Linked DNA regions of Zea mays: region 2 is linked to region 1. The links are chromatin contacts, called in public Hi-C maps. All regions are on one chromosome and are shown on one strand. Each heading gives the region's core, a stretch centred on a gene start, on an enhancer-like site or on the middle of the called end of the contact. The rest is flanking DNA. Distances are from core to core; before and after follow the strand shown. Region 1 holds the start of LOC100192480. Region 2 holds the start of LOC100192639.

Region 1 (2,927 bases), core at 112-2,611:
CCATTAACTTACTGACCAAATATCTAGTAACTGTAGTGTGAAAGTGAACGTAGACTCAAATGTATTGCCTGACTCTAAAAGTGACTCATCTTACTAGAGGTTCTATTATTAATGTTAGTAGATAGAAAATAGATAGTCTTAGGCCCCGTTTGGTTTGAGGGACTAAAGATTAGTCCCTCCATTTTAGTGTCATTTAGTCCCTAAATTGTCAAACGGTGGGACTAAAACAGAGACTAAATTGTTTTAGTCTCTAGTCTCTTAAGAGGTGACTAAAAGAAATTAAATCATATTAATTTCACCTTTTGCCCCTCCTTTACTTTATTTGCACTAATGACAAGAGAATGCTAAGGGGTATTTTGGTCCTCTTATGGTTTATTTAATTCGTTTTGAATACTTTTAATCCCTACAACCAAACAGGATAGAGACTAAATTTTATTCCCCTAACTAACTTTAGTACTTGACTAAAGAAACTAAACGGGCCATTAGTTATATGACAATCCATCCAAATGTCACATTTCATCTTAAACCCTCACTTGTCATAAAAACTAAATCAGTTTCTAGCAGCAACAAGATAGCTGATCAGGATAACAAGCATGCTTATAATTAAGTGAAAAATGCCAAGGTGCAGGCTCGTTTGCTCTCCTCCAAAAGCACGGACAAATTATAGCTATTGACACGCCATGATAATAGAATCAGAAACATGAAACCATACAGTATGGTGCTTTTTTTTCATCGAACCCAAGGACCCCTTAAAAACACTCTCATATCCTCAGTCCTCTCTCTCAAATAAAAGAAAACTGAAGTCTCTTATGCCAGTTGAACATTTGATTTGGCCGAACGCGTCACGTCGCAGCTCGCATTTGTCATAGCCGGACTCAACATCCCCAAACCCCAACTTATCCGGCACCTTTAGCTTACCATCCCCCGATGACTTGAATTATAGAATCCACAGCTCCGACCGAATTTGCTGATCGGCGTCTCAATATTCTAGCAGACAAAACTACGAGGATCAAGATGGCGGACGGGGTACGCGTACGGACCGATCAGGAGTGAGCCGCTGGCCTCGGGGATGTAGTAGAACTTTCGGCGGCGCAGGATATGCCCGAGCACGAACGAGAGCACGAGCATTGATATCTGAAGCAAGATGCCGACCCCCGCCGCCTGCTCCTCCACTGTCCCCGATCCCGTGACCGAAGCAACATGAGGCGCCGCCGCCAAGGCAAGCCCCGTCGCCATTCCCACACCTTCTAGACCTCCTCCCCGGCCTTCCGACGATTCGTTCGGCCCGGTTGGCGCGATTTTCCCTCGACGCCTCCTCTCCTTCCGTTGCGGACTGGAGACTGGACACGGCCGAACGGAGAGACGAGTGGAGGGGAGACGGGATGATCATGGGTGCGTTCTCTTCTGGTCCAACGGACTTGATTTAGGACTTGGATGTGGGCCTCCACAATCAGCCTGATTGGATGGATGTACATCCATGCGCATGCTCACCATGCTAACTAGTTACTCCCTCCGTCTCAGTATATAAGGCGTAACCACCTCTGGTTCAAAGACCAAGAAATGCATTTAATTGTCTCTAGACCACTGCATCGATATACGTATGTATAGAGAGAGCACGCCTTATATTGTGGGACAAGAATAAAAAGTGGTTACGCCTTATATCTTGGGACGGAGGGAGTACTAGTTAGATACAATAATTTTGAGTTTATAAATGGATGTAGGTTTATAGCATCAAAATATGTTATTTTGTATCGACCCATGCAGGATATGACTCACATGTATAATTTATTAAGTAACCTTAGTTAGGGTTATATGTGTAAATATTTGCTTCGTTCATGAGGGGTCTCACATCTCTATATAAGGAACCTGTACACCATCTCATAATACAGAGATCAGAAAGAGGCCAGAGGCTCAACCCTATATCTTGTTTCATGTGTTTTCTCTGTCGTGCTTATGGAAAGGGAGACGGATTCTCTACAGCTTCTTACGCCTCTACTGCTGGCGAGAAGGAAGGGAGCGGATCTGGTGATCCGTGGTAACGTAGTTCTCAATACGTTATCAGCACGCTCTACCTCGACGTTACTGCGAAGCCGATCTGCACCGACTCTCCATCAAGCCGGTAGGTCCCCGGTCTAGCCGAACTGTCCTACACGACAGACTTTGTTTTCGTTCGCTGAATCAAGAAACATGGTATGAAATTTATAAATTGGATATGAAACTGTATATGAGTTTACTCTCTAACATGGTATGAAATTTATAGATTGGATATGAAGCTGTATATGAGTTTACTCTCTACTACCTCGGCTCCATGTACTAGCACTTGCATGCACCCGCATTAACAAATGGCATATGGATTTGATTGGATAAAACTCATGCAAACAATTTCTACGACAAGTGTTTCTACCCTAGAGTTCTTGAATCATAGAGAGAGAGCTCGTAGGACAAAAGCTGAGTGCTCGTGCTACAGTCCAGATCCAGTTCCCAAGGGATCGTCAACGGGATACAGTTGAGCCATCCGTGTTTCTCGCGAGATTCCTGGGCAAGCCGCATACAGTAACAGCTCGCCGCGAAAAAAAGTACCGGACCACTGTGGCTGCTAGAATGCAAATTTGCATGCATGCATGCACACGGTAATGTGCATAAAAGATGGCGCACATCTCCCTCCACCTGTTGCCATAGCGAAAAAAAGCCATGCATAGCGGCGTCCTTCTCTTTCCGTTGAAGGAGCTGCATGCTCGGATGGGGCAGTGGAACCTGCATAGGCCAGAAGCCACATGCACCAGTGCTCCAGTAGGAGCGGCTGAGAAAAAAATAGAGAAAAATCAGCTAACAAAAGAAAAGCCTCCATTTATTTATTTTATTTATATCATGTTCTAGATTACCAATAAAATAAAGCATGTTTAAAATGGAAAATTGTTTTTTATATC
Region 2 (2,927 bases), core at 238-2,737, 420 kb before region 1:
ATTTTACCTTCCACCACATGTAGCAATAACCCATTGCTCCAACTGCTGCTGCTGGCAGTATGTAGGATGATAAACTGCCTGAGAAGGAACAAGCAAATAACTGGTAAAATAATATAAAACCCGAATACACCAATAGCATTTACCCACTTTATAGTAAACTCTACAAGCTAAGAATCAACATGTATGCAATTCCATAATAATCGGGCATCATCTATCACTCATTGCTAACTTCAGCACTGAACATGATTTCAAGAGTTTTTAGCAGAACTACTATGCGGGTGATCTCCTTTCAGATGTAGATGGTTTAGAAGTGTACATAAGCTTGCAGGGGCTTAAGGAACTGTTTATTTAATCTTCTGTGAGCACGAACATCCATAGAAGAACTATCTGAACTGAAGCTAAAGATTTGCATGAAATGGTAATTTGTACACATTAAGTGCATCATGCAAACAGAACGAGTACACAGTGAAACGATACAGACCTCCCGAGTCAGATTTGCCATTCAGTATGGTAATGGGCTTTGACAATGTCAAATCTCTGACTTCTTGCGCTAAATTCCGAATCTAATATCAAGCACGAGCATGCAAAGTTAAGTAGAAATGAATAATTTTACCGAGATGGAAAGAAGCAAGAGAAACTTCTAAGCAGATGCTGACACTGAGATAGTGAGATGTAAGATGTATTCCATATGAGGAAGAGCATACCTGAGCTTGAATAAGTGCAATGTCATAGGGACCCGAAGAAGTTCCTTGATTTACACCCTTCATAATCTCCTAGAAACACAAAAGGTACATCATTGCCTTAAATAAACATTTACTAGGAAGTTTCAGAGCATACCATCAAAATCTGTATGATATGTATCAGGAATCACTAACTAGTGAAGCATAAGTTATGGTACGCAAAACTTCCGAGTGCCAATTGGGCGTTGATGTAATTTTATCACATGGTGTTAATCACATCCACATATAGACAGAATCAACGCTTCTAGTACCCCATCGCCAAGTCATTCAAAAAATATCAGGTATCAGCTATCTGACAACGCTCAACTATCCAAACCGTATGAAAGTGCGTGTAATCAAAATGAACATATTTTTTTCGGGGTTGGGTGTGGGGGGTATACCGACCTGGAGTTCTCCCAACACATCAGATAAGCGGCCATTCCGCAGCAGGATCGAGCCCGTCATCCCTGCGAGGACACCATTTCACCACGTAAGGTGTCGAAACAACAGCCGATTGGGGAAAATAGCATCAAATCCGAGAGAGATTTGATGGGGGCGAGAGGTCGATGGCGGTGATGAGAAGAGGACCTGCACCGACGAGGATGAGGACCTTGGAGGTCGCGACCCCCGTCTGCATCGCCATGCCTCACCGCTCTCGCGCTTCACCGGCACGCCTCTGGATGATTCTAGAAGGGGCGGCGAGTAGAACGAGGAGGAGGAGGCGGTCGGATGTCGGAAGCTTCAGGAACAGGAAGGGGAAAGCTCCCGAGCAACCGAGCGAGAAGGGTGCCTGGACCCGGGACCGGGACCTGAGAATTTCGTGTGTCACAAACAAACAGGGTGAACCAGTTGTGAAATGGGACCACGTGTCAGTGAAGAGGTGAGTAGTAGTATTTGTGAGTTGTGACTCGAGAAATGCCGCTGCGGGCTGCGGCCTAGCCACAGCCACGTCAGCAATGTCGAAAGTCGAAACCAACCCCACTCCACGTCTCCCCCAGGAGAAGCGACCATTCAAAGCCGCCGGGAGCTCGGCGTCACCGCCGCGAGCTCGACACCTCGACACCTCGTGCCGCCGCAGCGCTTGCTTTCGTCCCCCTTACGCCACTCCCACTTGGCCACTTCAGCCACCATCTCCCTGAAGCTAGTGGCTAACCTCCTCACCGCCATGGGCACCCCTCTCCTCATCCCCCTTCTCGTCACCCTCCAGCTGTTCACTACCTCCTCCCCCGCGGTCGCGTCGTCACACATCTCCGCCATCATCTCGCAGTCGGGCCTCGACTTCGCCAAGGACCTGCTCGTATCCCATGCCGTTGCGACCCTCACGCCCATGAACGTGCCGGACATCGAGAGGACCATGAGCATACCCCTCGTGGGCACCGTCCGCATGGCCGCATCCGGGATTGTGCTCCACGGCCTCGCCGTCACCAACTCCACCGTCGCTGTGGGGGACGCGGGTGTTGTCGTGGCCGCCTCGTTGGCCAGCGCGAACCTCACCATGGAGTGGAACTACTCGTATGACGCCTGGATTGTGACCATATCCGACAGCGGGAATGCTTCGGTCCAGGTATAAATGAGGGGAACATATACTGTGCAGTCATATTAGTGCAACCGTGCAATTAAGCAATGATGCATCGATCCAATCAAAATCCAACTATGATTGCTATTTTAGGTGGAACATGGTTAGATGCAAAACAGTCCTGTTTGGTTGATATTCGATATTCCATCAGTTATGTTCCCCAAGGCGTGGCTTGCTGATTGGTGGCTGTTAATTGAATCATAAGATACTGCCCGTTTTTTTAATATACTGAGTAGGAGATATACGCATCTTTTATGCTATTAAGTATAGACTGATCGCGCGACACTTGAATTTTGGAATATCTATTTTCTGTCAGATGTCAGAAGTAGAATCAATTATCTTAGAAGTGGGTGCTAATTCACACCTATTACTATATTTAAAATGGGATTAATATAAACACTCTATTTTTCTCGAAAGCGCAAGAGAGCTGCGCGAAAATATATTAAGAAGAAGTAAAAGGTCCAAAAGGACCCCAAGATACAGATAAGGCCGACCTACGGCGGCCAATAACAAGCATAAATGAAACCATCCATGACAAAAACACTGCTACCAGAACAGCACTACATCTATCTAGCTAACAGGTAGACCTGGGATAGGGGCAGTAAGCAAGGACAGCTTCTTTGCACCAGCCA

Evidence for each region. A called contact is a pair of places that touch in the nucleus more often than the background predicts.
Region 2: a contact with region 1 is called in a Hi-C map of root tip, with 8 times the contacts expected there. The contact joins the promoter of LOC100192639 here to the promoter of LOC100192480 in region 1. A contact is called at or near these places in 4 of 25 Hi-C or Micro-C datasets (ear, endosperm, root tip and 1 more).

What each region holds. Positions count from the first base shown.
Region 1 is chr7:136,988,850-136,991,776 of Zm-B73-REFERENCE-NAM-5.0, reverse strand. It overlaps LOC100192480, which reads right to left and starts at 1,361. Exons shown (of 21, transcript NM_001137700.2): 1 at 1,041-1,361.
Region 2 is chr7:137,409,590-137,412,516 of Zm-B73-REFERENCE-NAM-5.0, reverse strand. LOC100192639 reads right to left here and starts at 1,487. Exons shown (of 12, transcript NM_001137853.1): 1 at 1,308-1,487; 2 at 1,125-1,186; 3 at 705-773; 4 at 482-563; 5 at 8-78. The coding sequence starts at 1,362. It overlaps LOC100281751, which reads left to right and starts at 1,643. Exons shown (of 6, transcript NM_001154671.1): 1 at 1,643-2,283. The coding sequence starts at 1,885.